Regions from separate parts of the Zea mays genome. Here region 1 is linked to region 2. Evidence: chromatin contacts called from public Hi-C data. All regions are on one chromosome and are shown on one strand. The core of a region is the stretch at or near the end of the contact, and the rest is flanking DNA. Distances in the headings are between cores, read along the strand shown.

Evidence for each region. A called contact is a pair of places that touch in the nucleus more often than the background predicts.
Region 1: a contact with region 2 is called in a Hi-C map of ear, with 2.8 times the contacts expected there. The contact joins the promoter of LOC100382265 here to the promoter of LOC100279519 in region 2. A contact is called at or near these places in 4 of 25 Hi-C or Micro-C datasets (ear, leaf and tassel).

The regions. Positions count from the first base shown.
Region 1 is chr4:1,220,587-1,228,020 of Zm-B73-REFERENCE-NAM-5.0, forward strand. LOC100382265 (RUBISCO activase1) reads left to right here and starts at 2,686. Exons shown (of 3, transcript NM_001175017.1): 1 at 2,686-2,803; 2 at 2,880-3,364; 3 at 3,450-4,407. The coding sequence starts at 2,753. The coding sequence ends at 4,305. It overlaps LOC541712 (RUBISCO activase 1), which reads left to right and starts at 5,043. Exons shown (of 3, transcript NM_001111451.2): 1 at 5,043-5,097; 2 at 5,266-5,771; 3 at 5,865-6,707. The coding sequence starts at 5,062. The coding sequence ends at 6,624.
Region 2 is chr4:1,031,478-1,037,898 of Zm-B73-REFERENCE-NAM-5.0, forward strand. LOC100279519 reads right to left here and starts at 4,393. Exons shown (of 1, transcript NM_001152518.2): 1 at 2,252-4,393. The coding sequence starts at 4,338. The coding sequence ends at 2,392.

The DNA of each region.
Region 1 (7,434 bases), core at 1,436-3,935, 190 kb after region 2:
GCCAGGTCGCGGACCGTTCGGCCCTCAGTCACGGACCGTTCGTTCCTCCGACTCATCGATCGGCATCAAAACTTCTATTGGTTATTCCTGATGAACAAGCTTCACACCAGCGATAAGCTCTTTAGAAAAAAAAAATATAAGGCAGAGGATCAGACTTGTCAGCTTTGCGGCGCTGTGGTGGAAGACAAGTGGCATGCATGCCTTTGTTCAATGCACTGATGCGGTGAACACCTGTCCATATGGCCGGCGTGGCGAGGCACCTCCTGCGACTTTCCTCCAAGTCTCATTCCAGAAGCCTGCCTGGAGTATGTAGTCCCTACGGTCTTTTGGAGAACAGGAACGAGGTCGTCGTCGTCATTAGGGAGGTGTGTCCTCGCCGGCCTCTTAGAATTATCTCCAAAAAAACAAAAAAAAACGGCTCGAACCACTGGTTTTAAAAGTATTTTGGTGTATTTGAGAGTACGGGACAAGTCCAGATACCTTCAATGGATTTTACTCAAAAAAATGTGTGGTAGCTGATCCACAACGTGTATCGACAAGTTAGCTGATCCACAGCGTGTGGCTGCTCTCATCGTCTCCGGGTGGTGGGGTATCTCAGTCATAGCACAGCTTGCTAGGTCGCTCTAGAATATTCATGCACGCTTCTGTGGGGCCGGGACTGATGACGTGTCGTGTATGCATTGCAGCCTCTACTGCCTGGATTTGCTTGCCTTCTCTTGACAAAAGATCTCGTCTCTTCAAAAGACACCCTTTAGGTTTAGGGGTTGTTCGTTTCGCCGTTAATCTATTTAGATTAGATGATATTGAGTCGGTTTAAATTCATAGCAAGTTTTAACTAACCTAATTTATCTCAATACACACCAATCCATATAGAATTAAAATAACCGAACAAAGCCTTAGATGGTACAGGTATCTCTTAGCATTGGCCTCTTATTATAAACACCTCTTAGACTACACCCTTTTTATCTATATAAGTAAGGCATTCTATCAATAAAGAATACATATATTTTACTCGTACTGTCGTGTCTCTCGCTTTTGCTCTATAGTCACCTTCTACTTCTCGGACCCTAGCAAGCTGCTAACTGAACTAAGCATGATGCATGCTAATTAAGGCTCTTTCCAACAACAAACTCTAAATCATCCGCTATAATATAGCGTCTCTATGCACTGTTCAATCACGCACGCCAACTTCTTTCATTCTCTCGTACGCTTGATCGGAAGCTCTAGAGCCATCGTCGTGAAAGCGTAGGAGACGTCCGCCTCTGGTGGTGGTAGCCATGGCACCAGAACGTATAGCCGCATGACAGCTCGTCGAAGTCGTTGGAGCTCTCGACGATGCTGAGCTCGACGGTCTCGCCTCCTTCCCTGTCCCCGCCCCTGTCGTAACCACCGCCGAGCTACGCGTCCGAGCCATGGGTAGTACAACGCATACGGCGTGGTCGAGAGGGAGTAGCCGAGGGACGGCGGGAGGTCGGTGGCTAGGGACGACGTTGGCAAGGTGGACCTCATGATGCTTGTCGACAATGGCGACGTCATCTACCTCGCCGAGCTCCTGGTGTTCCTCAACTACCTCAGCATGGAAATCGTGGACGCTTGGCTAGTGCTGGAGGAAATGTTTGATTAAGCATTATAGTCGATAGACATGAACGACGTAATGTATTTTTTAAAAAAGTCGGATAACTTTTTCCTTGTAGAATCACGAGTAGTAATGTAGGGTACAAAATGTAATTATTTTAATTAGTTCCTAGTTCATTTTTGCTAGGAGGGATTTTTATTGTCTGGTACATTAGTTTCCTAAATAATATGTAATAATATTATTTTCACAAAATAATCAATATATGGTGCATAGCGTATTTTAATTCTGCGACATATGAATAGTTTTATTTAAGCAACCAATAAAAATCCAATTTGTATTGCCAAATGTGGCACAATGTAGATATAGAGAGGACTGAATTTAGAGAATATTGCTGGAGATAACGAAAATATATATAGAGTACATAATGTTTTAGAATGTGTTGTAAAGGACAGGGAATATTCTTTTAGGGTTAGTTTGGAAATCTTATTTTCCTAAGTGATTTTTATTTTCCTAACGCCCTATTTGGATCATTGGAATTGAATTCCATTCTAATAATAGTAATTTAGGCATATATCAATTAAGATAATTCGATTTTATATAAAATATATTTGTATATTATTATTAGCAAGATGTCGGAGATATTTATGTGCTACATTTTTACTATAGAGGAGTGAGACAAAGAGTGTCATGTAAGTTACAGAGTAGAAACAAATTCTACTAATGCATAAAATCATTTCTCATCTTCCACCCATGAATTTAAGTTAAGTTTATATCTGAATTTTGTAAAGTGGTGTAATGTCAAATTCTAAACTAAATAAATTAGTTTATTGAGTGAATTCTAATTCCTCTAAAAATGAAGGGATCCAAACGCCCCGTAAGAGAAATTAATTTATTTTCTCTTGTAAAAATTAGAATCTCTCGAGAAAACGGTGTTGCTAAACTAGACTTTAGAGAATAAATTTTAGAAGATGTTGCGGGAGACAGCCAAAAAGGACGGGAAAGATCTAGAGCATGCATTCATGCATCCATCGATCTGCAACTGCAACTATATATAACCGCGTGCGGCGGCAGCTTGCAATTGCATTGTGTTGAATCCTCATCGATCGTCAGCTAATATAATAGCATATATATACTCCGATCTCAGAATTGAAGCTCCGATCCATCCGTCGACCACCTATGGCTGCCGCTGCAGCTTTCTCCTCCACTTCCGTCGTCGCTGCTCTCGCGGTAAGTACTCTACAGAGCTAGGCAGCTAGCTGGTAGTAAGATCGACGAGACAGAGTCACTGAAGATATGTATGCAGGCGAGCGGCTTCCTCGGCAAGAAGCTCGTCACCAGCATCATCATCAGGAATAAGAAGAAGGGGTACGACTCCCTGCATGGCGCCACGACCACCATCAGAGTCAGAGCCATGGCGGTGAACAAGGAGACGGAGCAGGACAGGTGGAGGGGCCTGGCCTTGGACACCTCGGACGACCAGCAGGACATCACCAGGGGGAAGGGCCGCGTGGACCCGCTGTTCCAGGCGCCCATGGGGGACGGCACCCACGTCGCCGTGCTCAGCTCCTACGACTACATCAGCCAGGGGCTCAGGCACTACAGCTTGGACAACATGATGGATGGCTACTACATCGCTCCCGCGTTCATGGACAAGCTCGTTGTCCACATCGCCAAGAACTTCATGCCCCTGCCAAACATCAAGGTGCCCCTCATCCTGGGTATCTGGGGAGGCAAGGGCCAAGGGAAGTCCTTCCAATGTGAGCTTGTCTTGGCCAAGATGGGAATCAAGTAAGAATTATTAATATAATATATTAAGAAGCTACATGCATGCCTAGCATACGTACATACTGAATAGAAATTTAATAATACTTAGCCCCATCGTTATGAGCGCCGGCGAGCTGGAGAGCGGCAACGCCGGCGAGCCTGCGAAGCTGATCCGCCAGCGCTACCGCGAGGCGGCCGACATGATCAAGAAGGGCAAGATGTGCGTGCTGTTCATCAACGACCTGGACGCCGGCGCGGGGCGGATGGGCGGCACGACGCAGTACACGGTGAACAACCAGATGGTGAACGCGACGCTGATGAACATCGCCGACAACCCCACCAACGTGCAGCTCCCGGGGATGTACAACAAGGAGGAGAACCCCCGCGTGCCCATCATCGTCACGGGCAACGACTTCTCGACGCTGTATGCGCCGCTGATCCGCGACGGGCGCATGGACAAGTTCTACTGGGCTCCCACCCGCGAGGACCGCGTGGGCGTGTGCAAGGGCATCTTCCGCAGCGACGGCGTCCCCGACGAGGACGTGGTGAGGCTGGTGGACGCCTTCCCGGGCCAGTCCATCGACTTCTTCGGCGCCCTCCGCGCCAGGGTGTACGACGACGAGGTGCGGCGGTGGGTGGCCGAGACCGGCGTGGAGAACATCGCCAGGAGGCTCGTCAACTCCAAGGAGGGCCCGCCCACGTTCGAGCAGCCGAGGATGACGCTGGACAAGCTCATGGAGTACGGGCGCATGCTGGTGGAGGAGCAGGAGAACGTGAAGCGCGTGCAGCTGGCAGACAAGTACCTCAGCGAGGCGGCGCTGGGCGACGCAAACGACGACGACGACTTGTATGGCAAGGCGGCGCAGCATGTCCGCGTGCCCGTGCCGGAGGGGTGCACTGACCCCAAGGCCGGCAACTTCGACCCTACCGCCAGGAGCGACGACGGCAGCTGCGTGTACAACTAATATAATTGTCCAAACAATTTCTGTGGCACGTACTTAAGTTTGAGCCAGGATACAAACTTTGGCCGCTAATGGTTGCTGTCGCCGGTCAAGAGGGCGTTGGCTACTTGAGTTAGATTTTGGTTGTGTTTCATCCCCACGTACGTCCAGCAAAGAAAAATTGAAGCTAGTGCATGCATGGTTCGTCATCAAATGCATGGCCGGCCGGATACAAATTTGAACTGTAGCTATCGACGTACGCATGTATTAATTTATATCAGAGAAGACAAGGAACACAGATACATACATGTCGAAACAATCATTTTCTATGGCACTTGAGCTAGCTAGCATACAATTTTGTTTTAAATGAAATGAAACTGAAGACGATCGATCGAATTGAAGGTTGTGGTTCGTGAGCAATGCAATGCAGTTTCACAGAACGTTGCCAATGCAACAAGCCACCAAGAAAAGAGAAGTCTACTCGATCTTGCAATGATTAGGCTTGGATGATGCGTGGGGCCACGTACGTATGGACATCGAAGAACCCCATCCTCAGCGTGTGGCCTGAGGGTGATGGCAAAGCTGATCCACACATTGCGGCCCCCTTTCCCCCCTCAGAGACCCTGACCTCCCGAGCACAGCCAGCCACCGCGCAACGCCGGCCACCACCACCACCACCATACCTGCTAGCGCTAGCTCTCTTTATTTAACGCCGCCGTGTGCGTGCCTCGACGACCTCACTACTTTGAGCTGCAAGGTCCGAACTAAAAAGCACAAGAAATGGCGGCCGCCTTCTCCTCCACCGTCGGAGCTCCGGTGGGTGACCGCGCGTGTTAATTCCAAGCATCTGCTAGCTGCTCTGCTGCTAGTTCGGGATCTTCTTCTTCATGCATGCATTTCATGATCATATATGTATCTCCTTGAGACCTTCTTGACGGCATATATATGTATATGTACATGCATCATGCATCGACCGATCATCAGGCCTCCACCCCGACCAGGAGCAGCTTCCTCGGGAAGAAGCTCAACAAGCCGCAGGTGTCCGCGGCCGTGACCTACCATGGCAAGAGCTCCAGCAGCAACAGCAGGTTCAAGGCGATGGCTGCCAAGGAGGTGGACGAGACGAAGCAGACCGACGAGGACAGGTGGAAGGGCCTGGCCTACGACATCTCGGACGACCAGCAGGACATCACCAGGGGCAAGGGCCTCGTCGACAACCTCTTCCAGGCGCCTATGGGGGACGGCACCCACGTCGCCGTGCTCAGCTCCTACGACTACATCAGCCAGGGCCAAAAGTCTTACAACTTCGACAACATGATGGATGGCTTCTACATAGCCAAGGGCTTCATGGACAAGCTCGTCGTCCACCTCTCCAAGAACTTCATGACCCTGCCAAACATCAAGGTTCCCCTCATCCTGGGTATCTGGGGAGGCAAAGGCCAGGGAAAATCGTTCCAATGCGAGCTGGTCTTCGCCAAGATGGGCATCACGTACGTTAATTTATTTCGATTCGTCTATTATTATTGCCTTCGATAATATATACTAGCTAGTAGTAAATCATTCCAATGCATGCATGCATGCAGCCCCATCATGATGAGCGCCGGCGAGCTGGAGAGCGGCAACGCCGGAGAGCCCGCCAAGCTCATCAGGCAGCGCTACCGTGAGGCCTCCGACCTCATCAAGAAGGGCAAGATGTCCTGCCTCTTCATCAACGACCTCGACGCCGGCGCGGGTCGCATGGGCGGCACCACCCAGTACACGGTGAACAACCAGATGGTCAACGCCACCCTGATGAACATCGCCGACAACCCCACCAACGTGCAGCTCCCGGGGATGTACAACAAGGAGGACAACCCCCGCGTGCCCATCATCGTCACCGGCAACGACTTCTCCACGCTCTACGCGCCGCTCATCCGCGACGGCCGCATGGAGAAGTTCTACTGGGCGCCCACCCGCGAGGACCGCATCGGCGTCTGCAAGGGCATCTTCCGCACCGACGGCGTCGACGAGGAGCACGTCGTCCAGCTGGTCGACACCTTCCCTGGCCAGTCCATCGACTTCTTCGGCGCGCTGCGTGCCCGGGTCTACGACGACGAGGTCCGACGGTGGGTGAGCGAGACCGGCGTCGAGAACATCGCCAGGAAGCTCGTCAACTCCAAGGAGGGCCCGCCCACGTTCGAGCAGCCCAAGATAACGATCGAGAAGCTCTTGGAGTACGGACACATGCTGGTGGCGGAGCAGGAGAACGTCAAGCGTGTGCAGCTTGCTGACAAGTACCTCAACGAGGCTGCTCTTGGTGAAGCCAACGAGGACGCCATGAAGACTGGCTCCTTCTTCAAGTAGAAAGCAACTCTTTGCTATTGCTAGCTAGGCGCGAGGCCGGCATAGGATCGAGGAGGTGAATATATATATTACTTGGATAGTTTTGTAATATATATATATATATTACTGAACCAGGACATGCATACATATATTCGTCTATATAATGGATCATGTATATTTCATTTCAGGGCGCCACCAAAATGCATTGGAGCTAACGAACAGCGAGGGGCGATCATGGCAGCAGCTGCCACTACATCTTCTAAACTTGCCATTTTTATTATCCCTGATCCATGTATTACTCTTAATTTGTACGTACTACAATACGGGATCTGGCCAAGCGCGATATATAGCTGGGCATGCAAAGTTTTTGTCGATGTTTTTTTTTTGAAAGAAACAAGGTAGAAGGGCTAGCTGTGCTTGTTAAATTAAAAAGAAGGTGAGCCAAGACTAGCAGAACAAGGCTGTACAAAAAAAACTACACAAAGTGTGCCAAAGAAGAACTCTCAGTGTCGGCCTATATATCAAAATTGCCATATGTTTCACTCCTGCCATGATCCACACTCCGCTTTCATCTTTTATTTTCTGTATGTTGGGCTGTGTGTATGTGTTGGTGTTGGGCTTGGACCTTGTACTTAGGGGTGTTTGGTTCCTTCAGTCATATGTGTTTGCAACCTATATGAGTACCCTATCTGACGGAGTATCCCCGTGACACAACGAACATGTCTGGTGTCTTATGGACCTCTCCAAACACGATGTAGACCTCTACGAGTAATATATCCAGTGCCCCATTATGTGCTACTTCAATGCAATCCTGCGTGTCAAGTGTACTCT
Region 2 (6,421 bases), core at 3,143-5,642:
CTAGTAGATGTGGTTAAGTCGACTTTAGAAGCATTGGAAACTAGACTTCAAGAGCTTTCCAAAAAGTACTTATGGGCCTTCATAGCTTTTGGGAATCAAAAGATATGACTGTTTCTTCTGGACGGTTCTGTTGCGCTGGACTGACTCGGACATAGCTCTTCTTGTTGATTCGCCCTTGATATGTTTTGTCCTTCCTCTTTGTGAACCTAAGTAATATCAACATACACGACTTAGGTAGCATAAAGTTCTCATTAGTGTTTAATGAAATTCATAAAGTAGCACATGCACCTCTTGTTGTAGCTTCTTAGCTCGGCTACGTGTAATTGGTCCATCAAAGACTTGGGTTGGTGATGATGTTGGTTGTACTTGAGTTGATGTAGTATATCTTGGGGGTTGTAACGTGTTGCTTAATGGCGTGGTCATATCATCTTCACTTTCATTATCATTTTCACCTCCAACTACAATCTGTTCAGCTTCAACATTGGAAGCACCTTCGGCAGCAACTTCCTCTGACACAACTAGACCTGATCGCTTCATTACTTCTGAAATTGGTGTTGTTTCGACGATTTCGGTCTCCTCTCCTTCATGAGATACCCTAGCGGTGGATCTTACCCTGGCCATTTGTGTGTTCAGGTTCTTTAAGCCAAAGCTAATCTCAGGTGACGAAGCGCTTGCATGAAAATGCAACGCAGGAAGATTCGGCTATGGTTAAAATTTTTAACAGCACAATGGTGCGATAGCAATGAATGTCGTGGTAACTCCTCACAACCCGTTTGTTTATATAGTGTTGCAGGGAGAGAAGGTGGACCGTCATACCGCTTACACTGGCTGAGCGGTGGACCGACCGACAACCGGAATATTTTAATCGTTTCCCGACAAAAAGCTCAGGGAAGGTGTTTTTTGGACCTTCGGCATTCCGAAGCCTTCGTGTTTTTTGCGGATCGAGCTCGTTACGAAAAATGATCTAGCAACGCGAAGGGGCTTCTATTGAGGGTCTTCTTCTTTGCCGAAGGTACTCAAGGCGAAAACACCTTCGGCAAGATAATATAAAAGCATATGCGACATGATGATACGGATGAGAGCCGAAGCTATGGCTGAAGAAGCTTCGGTCTAGTATTATGATGAAGCCGAAGATCGTCACCAACTCAAGGGAAAAAGACAGTTTAGTCCTTGATTATTCGTATTATGATTGTGAGTAAATGTCAGGGACATGAATGTAATTGTGTCCGGGTTGCATCTTGCGCCTATAAATAGATGAACACCCATGTACTGTTCATGCTGGATTGTAATCACTCGCGTTATTCCCGTTCTCTCACCTCTCGGCAAGCCGAAGGTACATATGTAATATAAACATTATTGATGTTTATTTATGTTTTTGGAATATAAGGATAAACGAATCAATGATTTATGTCAATTACTATCTTTATTCCTTGGTGTTATTATTTACATTCATATTTATATGTTAAAACGATGAAGGTATGTCCTTCATGACCTTCGTCTAAAGATCATTATTTCCGGGAGGAAATAATGTTTCGGAGGATGAAGGTCTTTAACCATTAACAATTGTATTGCCTTGTTCTTGACCTACAACATTTGAGAACAAGTGATCAACAATAATATTCCAATTGGTATTTTTGTATGACATATTCTACAATTAATATCCCCGGCGTCACGAACGGCTCCGTAGTGAAGGGGCCACGACGGCGGGGTGGCGCAGCCACGAACTCCACCCCAACGACAATTCGTTGAGTCTCGGTTGCTAACCCTGCTCGACTGCGCCTCCCACTCATGTTGCAAGACCAAACGAACTCCCTAAACCACCCAGCGAAGGCCTAGAAGCGACGTACCCAAGAATTTACCGCAGTGGTGATCTTTCTCCTCCTCTCTCTCCCCTCTCTATATATGGCGGGCTTTTGGAAAGATGCAGGTTTTAGAAAAGCTATGGCTAGGTGGTGTACGACACCACATATTTAGCCATGGGCAAGAGTCCGAGCCGGTGAACGAACTCCAGCAAACCTGGGCGACGATCATCATCATGGTGGTGGTGGCTTAGGTAATAGTGTGTTGGTCAATGGCCGTTCTGGTTCCTGGTTGTCAGCCTTTGTGAGGTGTTGGAGGCGCGCCCACCGCTGATTCTGTTCTAGTTCCCGGTTGTCATCCTTTGGAGTTTGGATCTTATTTGAATAACTATCTTATTTGAGTAAGATCTACCTATATGAATATAAGACATATAGATATCATAGTACAGTATCACACGGAACTAACTATATCATAGATATCATAGTATATCACACGGAACTAACTATTCAGGGCCCGTGTTAGGATGAACGACGTCGAAATAATATAGAAACATGCACAAATTTGATAGCCTTAAAATGCTAGCTACAGTACCTATCTATCTGCTGCCCATGTGGACATGGCATAGAGTATGCGTCCCTTCCAGCCCTGGAGGAGCCACTGCTGATCCACATCGATGACAAAGTCCTTGTGGTAGCCCTCCTTGACCAAATCACTCAAACACTTGACCGTGCTAGGATCCAGCGGCAGCTGCCTGAGCCCTGCCCTGCTGCACCGCACCTGCCACTGCCTATACGTCTCGGGTCGCTCCACCCTCTCCGAGCCCTCGCAGGTGATAACGTTCAAGGCACACCGCCCCAGCAGCTCCCGCTCGACCAAGACGCGGTCGTCGCTGTCCCGCGGCGTCGTCGCGTCCATCATGTCGAACAGCGCAGAGTAGTAGAAGAGCGCCTCCCTGAACCGCGTCGCGAAGAAGGGCGCGTTGTGCGAGCTGTTGTCGACGTAGAGGACGAACACCTCCGGCCGCATCCTGCTGATGTTGCCGAGGACCATGTCCCTAGGGCTCGGGCAGTCTCCGTCGACGCCCTCGTCGTCCATGAGTTTCCCGAAGTAGAAGAGACCATTGACGACGAGCACCTCATCTGGCTCTATCTCGAGGTCCTCGGCAAAAATCATCTCCCACTTGGTGGCGACGATGCTGCGGAACTTGAACGGGACGCCGCACTGGCGGGCGAAGTCGCTGAGCCGGCGCCCAGCCCCCTCGGTCCGGGTAGCCGAGCGGAACCCAGGCTGGGGGAAGTCGATGCCGGTGATCCTCACCTCCGGCGGCCCACCCACCCGGGTGGCCCAGGCACCCAGCAGGAGCAGCCAGTGGAAGCCGTGGTCCACGCCGTAGTCCACGATGTGCACCTTCTTCCTCCCCGCGACGGCCTTGCTGATGGCCATATGACAGGACTTGAAGGCTACCATTCTGAAGCAGCAAACTTGCATGGACAGCAGGTATGCCTTCAGGAGGTGGACACCAGCCGGGGCGCGCTTCGGCTTTGCGCCGGTGCCGGCTAGCCGCAGCTCGAGTCCCTGGGCGAAGCAATGTGCTAGCCTCTGCGAGGCGTCTCCCCTCGGCGAGGAGCGTTGCCTGATCTGCCGCAGCAGCTCCGTCGCTCCGGGGCGGTTGCCTGTGGACACGGCCTCTGCGCAGTGGACGAGCAAGGTGCGCAGGTCTACTGCCTCGTTGCCGCTGCTCCTCTGCTGCCTCCCCTGTCCCTGCCGTGACATGGCACCAGGCACGTTGGTGCTCAAGCCGTTCATTTTCTCCAGGGCCACCTCGTAGCCTCTGAGAAATACGCCGTCGGTCACCTCGCCGCTTTCCTCCAGCTCTGGTGCAATCAGCTTGGCGCTTCTAGTGTCGGCCTCGTCGTCGCCGTCATCATCATGGTGGCAGCCCCTGCCTCTACGGTTATTACCACTACTCTCCTGGAAGAATAATGGCATCCCAATCCCATCCACCACTCTGTGTTTGGAGGCATAGTCACGACACAGCAGGCTGGTGTGGGTGCTGCTGGCGACGACGGGCAAGAACTTGTTGGCCTCTTCCATACCCTTGAGGAACGCCCGGTTGAGCATGTCCATGGTTACTACCCCGTCATCTCCAGTCGTACTCGTAGGGCCTGCAGTCTGCTGATGGAAATGGAATCCCGTACCGTCTGGGTAGTAAATTGCTGTCGTGTCGGCTGTTGCCGAGCCGGAAACAGAGGATCCAGCCGAGCCCGCGAGGATCTGAGCGAAGGGCTCCTCAGCGGCCTGAAGGAGCGCGTGGTGGTCGGCATACTGGAACTGGACGTCGTCGTCCTCCATGAGCAAGCGCCTGATGAAATGGAGGTCTATCATCGAGTCCTTGCCATCGTCACCAGGGTGGGGTGTCGGAGGCAGGTCGAGGAAGATGGACGGCGAGAAGGGCTCGGAGTCGTCGGCGGCTGGATCCTCCGGCGTTGGGGCCATGGCAGTCTCGCGCTGGTGGGTGTGGGTGTGATGTGGGTGCATCAAAAAGTCTAGCAGATGGAGGGAGCACTACGCCGCCGCCTAGGGTGGGAAATCATGGAATGGAAGAAGAAGGAAGGCTCCGGGAAGCTGGCGCTGCGACTGCGACTTCTTCGTTATTACACTCCGCTTTCTACGCTACAGCCGAGGAAAAAAATTTAGCTTTGACTTCAATAAAAATCGATTTGTTAAAAATCATCCAAAATCAAAATAAAGATATAATTTATCGAGTCGTTGTAATGGTAGAAATCCGTCACTTTAAATCATGAACCCTATATATACCTTCATCTTTCTGTGCATGGAATCCCAACGATAATAAGATTATCTCCACCGCCAAATTCTTAGAAAAGTTGGTTAGAAAAAAAGTTAATCCAGCTTCTCTAGGACAATGTCAAAAACAACTCGGCTGGCTGGAACCACACCAAAATTCTTAGAAAAGCTGGTTAGAAAAAAAAACTAATCCAGCTTCTCTAGGACAATATCAAAAACAACTCGGCTGGCTGAAAATCGTATAAGGGCATGTACAACCCTGACACTGTTGAACGGTACTCCAAGTATAAGACATAACTAAAACACAATATAATACAGTGGACATGTCTAAAATATGTGTCTTATCATATTTATTGTACCAATTAGAGCATTAAATAAATTAAAGTGATCAATCAGCTAGCCTCCTATCTTGAACATAAAGTTAAGACACTGTGTCTTCGTCAAGATATATATCTTGGGTTTTTTTACATTCACCATTTAGACACACTCGAAGATACAACTAAAAACACTATTGTATGTACCCCAAATGATATACATATGGGGGCCTGTTTGCTTTGCAGTCCTGGGCCTGGGACTGCTAGACGAGGCGAGTAGGCGACACAGCGATCTGAACCTGAAGACATCCAAAATCACAGGCCTCTCAGGTTTTTTTGATAGGACAGGAGGGGCAAGCCCCTACTGAAATTTTATTAAAATTTTAAAACGACAGAGTTAGAAGCATACAGGAAAGTAAATTACAAAATTACAAAAGGGTAAAATTGACGGGATCTATTGCCAATGCTGAAGCCATTCAGGTATTGTCGAATCGAATCTTCCTTTAGCTCTAAGCGTGACCAGATGTAATTCCTTTGCGAACTCATTTTTACAATGCTGCACTGTTGGGTCCTTATCCTGAAAAAGCCAGGCATTACGGCACTTCCAAATGCTCCAAGTCATGAGAATGACAATTTCCATAGAGAAGGAAACATTGAGCTGCTGCATTAGATTTACTGCAGCGTCCACAGGATTAGTAATTCTTGGGGGCGTCAGACCAATAGAATTCCAGCAGCCTTCGCGAAGTTACATTTGAGGAAAAGATGATAAAGGGTTTTCTCCTTTTGGCAGATGCAATTTTCACAAGTGTAAGACTCAAGATTCATGTTTTTCCTCCTCAGCATATCCCTTGTATTGAGTCTGTTCTTTAACCAAAGCCAAAAAAACCTTATGTTTTGGTTGACACTTATTTTTCCAAAGCGATCTGAAGATCTGATGAACTTGAGCCTGACCCATCAAATGTCTATAAGTTTTCTTTGTAGAGAAATTATCAGCTCCCCAAATGAGTTTCCAAGCATCTTTTGTGTTGGCCACCATGATTTGCCCCCAAGTTGCATCTAAGTCAAGAAATTGTTCATAGGCTTGCACCGACAGAGGAAGCTGAAAAATTTCAATAAGGTGTTCCTTTTGGATAGCTTCTTTGACGGTAAGTTTGCTGTTACAAGCAAAGGAAAATAATTCAGGATATTGATGAGCCGGGGTGCCCCTATTCCACATATCTTCCCAGAAAAGAATGGTTCTTCCATCCCCAATAGTTGGGGCAGCCAGTCCCTTGTAATCTTGGACAAGACTAAGCAAACTTTTCCACCAAAAGGAGCCAATTTTTGAGCAGCCAGGGAGCCTGTCTGTCCTATAATAGTTGCTCCAAACCAGGTTTACCCAGGGAATATCATGATTGTTGAAGAACTTGTGCAAAAACTTCAGAAGCAGAGCTTTGTTGTGTGTCTCTAATCTTACCACTCCCAGGCCCCCATTTTTTTAGTCTGTGTAATCATACTCCAAG